2 separate regions of the Mus musculus genome follow, and region 2 is linked to region 1. The links are chromatin contacts, called in public HiChIP or PLAC-seq maps. All regions are on one chromosome and are shown on one strand. Each heading gives the region's core, a stretch centred on a gene start, on an enhancer-like site or on the middle of the called end of the contact. The rest is flanking DNA. Distances are from core to core; before and after follow the strand shown.

Evidence for each region. HiChIP or PLAC-seq counts read pairs in DNA pulled down with a chosen protein or histone mark.
Region 2: a contact with region 1 is called in an H3K27ac HiChIP or PLAC-seq map of extraembryonic endoderm stem cells. The contact joins two enhancer-like sites. A contact is called at or near these places in 6 of 39 promoter capture datasets (the 3T3-L1 cell line, embryonic stem cells, frontonasal cranial neural crest and 2 more) and 2 of 115 datasets of contacts at active chromatin or transcription factors (embryonic stem cells and extraembryonic endoderm stem cells).

The regions. Positions count from the first base shown.
Region 1 is chr6:55,339,690-55,343,841 of GRCm38.p6, forward strand. All of the region lies in intron 1 of Aqp1 (aquaporin 1), which reads left to right. Among named protein-coding and RNA genes, the nearest start is that of Aqp1, 5.5 kb to the left of the region's middle. Within about 2 kb of position 2,137, at least 53 of the 459 cell types and tissues checked have an H3K27ac peak or open chromatin away from gene starts, as enhancers often do. A contact at or near this core is called in extraembryonic endoderm stem cells, where this site is marked.
Region 2 is chr6:55,790,148-55,794,299 of GRCm38.p6, forward strand. It overlaps Gm38820 (a long non-coding RNA gene), which reads right to left. Exons shown (of 3, transcript XR_869126.3): 3 at 1-3,916. Among named protein-coding and RNA genes, the nearest start is that of Gm38820, 13 kb to the right of the region's middle. Within about 2 kb of position 1,999, at least 101 of the 459 cell types and tissues checked have an H3K27ac peak or open chromatin away from gene starts, as enhancers often do. A contact at or near this core is called in extraembryonic endoderm stem cells, where this site is marked.

The DNA.
Region 1 (4,152 bases), core at 887-3,386:
CGGGCCAGGGAACTTTTGAACTGAAAGGGTGGGAGGGCCAGGAGAGCTCCAGTGATCGTCCTGTAAGAACCCAAATGTGGACTGAGAAGGGGCTTCTGGGTCTAGCTGAGGCGAAGGGGCAAGGGATGCTGAGGAGTAGAGGTGGTCATGAAATTAGGGCAAGCTGGGGTCATGGTAGGAGGCTGGATTCTGAAGGCAATAGGAGCTCTGGACCTTGTCTGGTCTCTGTTTCTGGAGGAGACTAGCTTCCCAGAGCCTCCCAGTCTAGCCTCCTGGGGGTCTCGGGCAGAGAGTATACCTATTCTCTTCAGGGTCATCTCTCAGTCCTATTGATTCAGGACCCAAATACTTGGAAATGCTTCCACCTGCTATTCCAAAGTGTGTGTGTGTGTGTGTGTGTGTGTGTGTGTGTGTGTGTAGGCCTTGAATGCTTATTTCTCTCAGTTTCTTGGGTGTTAGCTTCCCCAACCATGAGGAGAGAGGGTCTTTCTTACCTGTAGGCCAACCAGGGTCAAGTCCCTTGCCACTTCTACTAGGGCTTAGGAGTGGGCTATGGAGAAGAAGCGTAAATTTCCAATGCCCTGATCAAGTCCAGCATGGTCAGAGTCAGAGCTGGGGGCTGGGTGTAACAGCATAGCTGGGACCTGTAATTATTGTTTCCAGGCAGAAGCTAGGAGGGAAAGGGCAGGGGGAAGAGTGTATAGAGGCGGAACTTTGTGGCAGGGCAGACATTCCTTCCCACAGAAATTCTGAGGCTGGGTCCTCTGCAGCATCTGCTGGATCCGTACCCCCACTACAGAGTCAGCCCCTCTGCCCTGGTGCTCCCCTTTCTAGCCTGAGCATCTTTCAGCAGCTCATCTGGAGGCCCCTACGCAGCCCTACTCTCTAGGTCCTCACTCAGGGTGTCGCAGGTCACATTCTCCTCCCCCCAGCACCCTCCCCCCCCCCCCACTGGAGGCCATTCATGGTGGCAGAAGAACCTTACGTTCTTGTTGGTAGCAGTTCTCTGTCCTGGGAACTTTCCTATCCCTACTCTTTAGAAGCACCTGTGAGTCTCAGGGCTCCTGGACAGTTGAAACTTGAGCCTCATGCCTGTAGATAAGGGCAGGAAAGTGTCCTCGAAGCCTTCAGTGTTCAGGGACTCCTCTCTCTGGCCCCTTTTCTGGAGACGAGAGGGGCTGGCTCCTCAACCACACAGTATTAGGATGAGTGGGAACAGCCCAAGTGGGATGAGCAAAGGGTGGGGGCTATCTTTAATTACCCAAACAGCTAATGTTCCCAAGCATCCTTGGGACAGAGACTAAATCCCATAGATCAAAGACATCGGGCAGGTGTGAGATTCAAGCCCTTTAGGGGCTTGAAATTCCAGAAGAGACTCTCCAGAGGGGAGTTTCTATTCTGTATGAAGGATTATTTGTTTTAACTCAGGAAGTGGCTTCCTCTAAACAGATGAGCCCCCTATCTCTAGAAATATGCGTGTTGGACCCACCTGACAAGGAACTGCTCTGGGCGAGCTTGGCTGTGTGGAGGTGCAGTGTAGGTGGGTAAGAGGTTTTGTGCCGCAGGCTTTATGCCAAACTGAGAATGGTAGATGGAGACTTGAACTCAGGTTTCTGAATTCTGGCTAGAGGGTGCCTACCTGACTTCAGGCAAGGAGGAACCTGAAGATTGCTTGGGGCTAGAGTGGAGGCCACCGCCTGCATTTTGCTATTGGGAAATGAGACCCAAGAAAGTTATAGATGCTTGTCTAGGTTGTACAGAGGGTTATGTCAGGGCAGGGCTGTGCTCAACCTTCTACAAGCATGTACACACACATGCACATACATGACATAGGGCAAAGAACATGCTGTCAACCCTGCTTCGATCTGTGGACACAGGAGGGGGAAGGTTCTTAAGGGAGCCTCTTCCTCTCCTTGCCCTGCAGTAAAGAAAAGGCAGAAAGGAAGCTGGAAACCTTTGCTTTGTGTATTGTTTCTTGTCAGAAAGATAAAATGGCTCTGGGAGCAAATAAAGGGCCTTTGAGAGCAGCTGCCCTTGCTCAAGGGGTCTCTCTCTTCCCTCCTCCAGATAGTAGTGGCACCACCCCTGTGGGCATGGGGCACGAGGGACATAGTGACGCATTCAGAAATGCCATCAGACACACCAGTGCAAATACACAGAAGCCAGCTGGGACTTTGTGCTGCAGAGAGCCCCTGCTCTGCAGAGCATGCCCAGCATGGTGTCACAGCGAATCCTGGGCTCTGCTCAGGAGGACTTGGCCAGGACCTTATCAGCTTGTGTAAATGTTCCCCAGGGACTTAAAAAGGCTGACTAGTCTCTAATCCCGAGGTGAGGGCTTTCCCTACTTTCCTTTAATCAAGTATTGCTGCCTATGTAGTTTAATTCTCGCTTGTTTGTGTTCTTAGCCTTTTTGTTTTGGACCGGCTCATTCTATCAATTTCTAAGGGAGGATTATTAAAAACATTCACTTTGAGTATGGTTTGATCTGACTCCTGTAGTTGTGCATTTTTTAAAAATAATTTAATTTTAGTCTAAATTGTTTTTACTGACTATAGGTCTAATATTTCAATAGTTCTTAGATCATTTAACTATTCTGTAATAAACCCGTTAAGGTCTAACAAAAAAAAAAAGTCAAGGCGAAAACCACCGCAGACACACGGCCACTTGTAGACACAGTTGGCACATACCCACACAGCTGTACACCGAGCATACGTAAGCGCTGTCTGAGAGGTGATGAGGTGGGGCCCACCGCTCCCTGGTGGGCCAGTGCTGAGTACTGGAGACGATGTGGTGGGCAGACAGCCATGTCTCTTGAGCTGTTCCTTGAGAGCAGAGGCTCAGCCTCAGCCAGGCCTGGCTCTGGACTCTGCTGCTTCTCAAGGGTGGGGCACAGGAGGCCCTTATCCAAAGTCAGGGCCCCATGCCTGGGACTTTGTGAGCTGTCCTGGTGGCCCGCCTTCAAGTGGCAGGGAGGGTTCAGGTAGCGTGGCATGCAGAGGTCCACCCTGGGCTGGGACACTGGCAGCCTCAGAGCCACCTTCTGCCAGCAACCCATTTCAAGCTGGGAGATGTCTGGTCCCCTTGTAGCCAGCACATCCGCTTATGAGCCTGGGGTGACGTCAACCCTGAGGTAAGCATATATGTACCTGCTCTGTCCCCTCACAGATGATCCTCAAAGACCACTGGTTGGCTGTTCATTTCCCAGCTAACCTGTGAAGACATGGGCCCTTCACTCTAAGGGCTTTGTTGGAGTCAGCTATTACAGAGAGGCTGGGAGGTCTGGAAACTGCACTTTCAATGAGCCTCCCCTCAGAGGTGTGCAGAGACCTGGTAAGGCATCCAGACCAGGAGGGACAAAAACACCAGCTAGGTGGCAAGTGGACTCCTCTTCTCTGAGATACTCAACTGCAGTGATGATTCCAGGAGGCTGTGGCAGATGGGGGCAGAAAGAAGCCTAGTCCCATAGAAAGCTCGGTAGAGCTGGTGCACTATGCTGTAAGCCCTGAGCCCGCCAGGGTCTAATGACCAGCAGCTTTGAATGCTCCACAAGAGCTGCGTGGCCTGTTCAATCACTCACACCTGCGTTCACAAAACCGAGTGTCGCTCTTTCGACTAGAGTCGGTGAAAATCTAGGCAACTTGCACTCTGCACACATGTGCAAACATGAATCTTCTCCAGGGATAATCGACAATAACTGGGCTTGGGCCCTGTTTAAGCAGTCGTTTGAAATGTAGTGGGCTGTACACAATTGCTGTGGTTGGCTTTTCTAACCTGCTCTTTCCCGGACAGCGCGTTTCCGCAGACCTTTATCGTCTCTAACCCTCTTACTGTTTTCCAAGATATAAGTAGCTTCAGTCCATTAGGCGGCGGGAGAGCAGGCCTCATTAGCTGCCGAGGCAAACGAGGTGGATGCTGCTGAGATGGTGGTGGGCATTGGAAGGGGAAGGCTGCCAGCCTGTCTTTGGCCCTCAGGAGTCAGAGCTCTTCCGGAGTTCCCAAGACCAGATGGCTGTCTCCTGCTTCCAGGGAACTCAGACCTCTGGAACCAGGGCCTGCTCTGCTCTGTGTAGACAGAAAGTGCTAACTTGAATAGGACCTGGGACTCAACCCTAATTGAGAACCAGAGGAAAAGACAAACTGGCTCTGGCTACA
Region 2 (4,152 bases), core at 749-3,248, 450 kb after region 1:
TGTATTTAATTGAGACATAACATCTTTATAAAACAGGCTATGCTGGTCTATTGTCATGCCAGCCCTGACATACAAGCCACTTCCTTTGCCAAATCCTTCGTTCATCCTTGTGGCCCTTCTTAGTGCAAATATGGCCAGGGTTGTTCACTCTCAGCAGGTTATAGGGGAGGCCGCTTTCAACTGCCATGGCCACAATCAACAGGTTTATCACCAATTCAGTGCTTGTTGTAGCCTGAAATACTTCACCAGGCATTTTGCATTCATCAACCCATTAGCTTCATAGCACAAAAATACTGCATTTACGGATGAAACAAAATGACTTATCCAAGGCTTATTGCAAATGCCAGCACTGGCAAGCAGTTAGTGCATGTCAAGTAAGTCTGTGGACAAGTCCTGTACTCCCTGCAAGGGCAGGCTGCATCCAGTTCAGTCATTGACAAGCAAGTGCAGAGGAGAGAAGAGGAAGAAGTCCTTCTTGCAGGGCAGCTGTTAATGGCTTAAAGAGACACTCAGAAATTCAAGGGTGCTGAGATTTTGCCATCCTTAACTCCTAGATTTCTTCAACTGGGATTCCATATGCAGTTGGAAAGAAGTGGACTGATGCAGGATGAGTGGAATTGTCTTCCAGCAGGAGTACCCAGAATTATGCAATCACTTGCATTCTTTCCTCATTGGCCAAGATGAAAGATCTTCCAGTGCGATGGTCAAATATCTAGGAAAATCTGTGTGATTACTAAAAGGGCAAACACACACTGGGGCTTGCTGCAAACAGTTGGCTCCTTAGGAAGCACACATTTCAGAATTCCAAGGGCTTTCCTGATATAAACACACCCTTCTGTGTGTGTGTGTGTGTGTGTGTGTGCTATTGTATAGATTTTTCTTGAACAACTAGCAAAGACCATCATTTCCCAGTATTGTCATCCTGGACCAGGACCCCAGACCCTTGAAAAGGCTTGTTTCATTCCTCTCTAAATTTAAGGTCACACTCCTATAAAATGAGCTCTCACCAAGTTAAACAGAAGTGTCTGCCTCCCTCTTCTACCCTACTTTTGCTTCCTTTCCCCTCCCTTTACTCTCCTGTGCTCCCTCCTCTTCTCTCTTTCTCTCTGTTCTGCCCCAGGCTGGGGCACATGGGAAAGTGCTCCATCCCTAACTATACCCTCAGGCTTGCAGTGTTTCTAATGGTAGTGATGGGGAGTGGGGGTAAGTTTCTACTTGTTGGTCCTGGAGAAAGGATACCCTCCATGAAGCAAGGATGCCCTCCATCACTACACTGGGACAAAAGGCGCTGTACTGTGTCCTTCCTGGAACTCCCCTCCTACAGCATCAGGGTCTTCTGAGTTTTTCTGAGTTCACTCTCAGTCCAGGGGCATGGGAGGGAAGATTTAATATGAAGATATTCAACATACACAGGTTATTGCTTCTTTCACTTTATCTAATCTGTTAAACTTGCTGTCATGATTCATCTTCTGTAATTAGCTTCTCTAAGGATAAAATCTTTTCAATGGAATGCTTCCCAGAATTTATCAATTAAAAATACCTTCCTTTTTTTTTTTTTTTTCTTTAAATACCAGTGCCTGTGCAGAGAAAGAAGAAGAAAACACTTGCAAGCATGATAAAAGGATACAGGCTTCTGACTGCTTTCTCTGTCTTCTCTACTTTTTGTAGAATCCCCCTGTTTAACAGTTTCTTGTAAGTCTTCCTAGAGAACAAAGACTCTGTTGTTGGGGGTTTTACACGCCACAGCCATTTGCATCTTTTAGCTCTGCCATCAAAGATGGGGGAGGGTGTGCCCACAGGGACCCATCTGCCTTAGAGTAGGACAAAGGTGCTCTTTGCTTACACACCCTGCTTCCTTTTATTTTCTCCTTATCTTTTGGTCCTGGAATTCCTGCCAGAATACAAAGGCCTAATGTGCACAGCTTTTGACAAGCACCCTGCCCTGCCCTGCAAGCCCTGCCTGCCGCCCTGATCTTCCAGGAAGAGCCCAGCTCTGGCTTTGCCCCAGTGTTTTGTACATCCTAGTGAGTGCAAAGCATTTTCCCAGGGGCTGTAATTGCTGAGGTGCTGCCTCCTGCTGTCTTTGCTCGCTGACAGAAAGCAGTACCATCAGCCCTCTGAGTGCTTATCCCATACTAGGAGTTTAGTAAATAGAATAAGAGAATAGTGGCGATCAGACTATGACAGAGTGTGGGAGGCCACCCTGGCTGGGACCTTCACAAAAGCACTGATTTTCCTACTGAGGCTCACCCAAGGGGCAGAGGCCTGCTTCTCAGAGGCTTAGGGTGTGGTCTGGAATCCTGCGCACTGAAATATTTCCACGTGGTATTTTATTGATGCCCTAGGTGGGAGGCAGTGCTGTCGCATGGGAAAGGGGTGGAGAAAGAGACAGTTCTTCCTTTTCCAGTTTCGAAAGTTCTACGATATTTTGGAGAAAGATGCAAATATCAGATCCTTCTCAGACACAGACATGCAGGCAGAGACACATACGCACTGGGAGACGCTGGGCCTTTGCTAAATATAACCCTTTGTAGCGACAGTGTCTCAGTAATTTTAAAGTGAAGAGATAAGGAGGGGAGCCAAGTCTTTCATAATGAATGCAAGCCTATAGCTTTTAAACAGGGCTAACATATGGGCCACTGATGTGAATGTGAATGCAAATTAGATATTTCTGATTGCTTGAAATAAAGTCAGCAGAATCAGCCTCACACAAGCAAATGGTGAAGCTTTAACTACGTCGGTGCCAGGTTGGAGACAAGAGCTCTCAACACATACTCGGAATAAAGAGGGCTTCAGGCTGGCATTTTGGATGGAGGCCTTTCTACACAGGGCATGCTCTTCTCATTGTTGCCAATATAGTTCTTTGTTTTTTTAGAGTCTTTCATTTATGTTGCTCAGAAATAAAGATCTATTTAGACGTCTAACCTGTCCGGTTGACTGTAGGTTGTGGACAGCCTTGGTGTGGTCAGGAATCTCTGAGAAGTCATTTTTATTAGATCTGCTTTACCAGCTGGTAACATCTGTCCTGTGTGTGGGGGTGAGGGGGGTGGTGAGAGCAGAGGGTCAAAAATTGGTGCATGGACATCACCCATTGTGGTACATAAAACCACACCAAAAGTCTCACTAAGGTGTCACATGATGCTCTGAAAGAGGCAGTCCTTGAAGGCCATAAGAATTTACAGATGGGGTCTCTCTCTCTCTCTCTCTCTCTCTCTCTCTCTCTCTCTCTCTGTATCTCTGTGTTTGTGTATACACAGAAGGCTTCATGGAGGAAGAGCCCCTTAGCTAAGTCTTCAAAATCAAACGAGAGAAGGAAGTAGAGGAGGGTCAGAGTCCATCCCTGCTCCAGACACAGGTGAGGTAACACAGGCAAAGGGCAATGAGAAGCATTTTGCTCTATGGTAGTGGGAGAGTGGGCTGGCAAGCTGCGATCAGAAACATCCCTGACGGCTTCACAACAAGATTGGTACCTTACATGGTTCACTAGAGTTGTTGGCCACAGGACAAGGCCAACAGAAACCTTTCATGAGAGGCCTTAGCTTAAGTGCTGAGTTCAGGCAGAAGAAACATGCGGCCCAGAGCTGATCCCATGGCCCCTACACACTTGATGATTGTCCAGAGACCTGAAATACGCACCCATGGCTCACTATTGGTAAGGAAAACACTGTCAAAGCAGTCCAAACGTTCTAACAACTTCTAGTAAAAGTGATATCCTGCCTGGTCCTACTCTGTTCTCAGTGCAGATGTTTCTCAGCCTTGCTTCTGTGTGGGCCAGCACAAGGGTCTCAGCATAAGGATGGAAGCTATCTGCAGGAGACATTTGCCAATGTCTGGAGACAGTTTTGATTGCCATAATCAGTGCGACAGGAGGTGCAGCTGACATCGAGTGTGTCAAGGTCAAGGATACAGTTAACACCTGTAATAGAGAAAAATTTTGCCACAGTGAGAATAGCCAATCAAAAATGTCAACAGTAGCAAAGCTGAGATACTCTGCAACCCCCCAAAAGCCCCAAGGAGATGGGAAATACTGCCTATTGCTGAAGGAGAAAAGCCTCAACTTTGGTTATGTTTCCTCTTCATCTATCCTTGGGGCTATGGCCTCACTGAGCAGGTCAAGACAATGGCAGTTTGAATATGTACAAGTTACAGTTT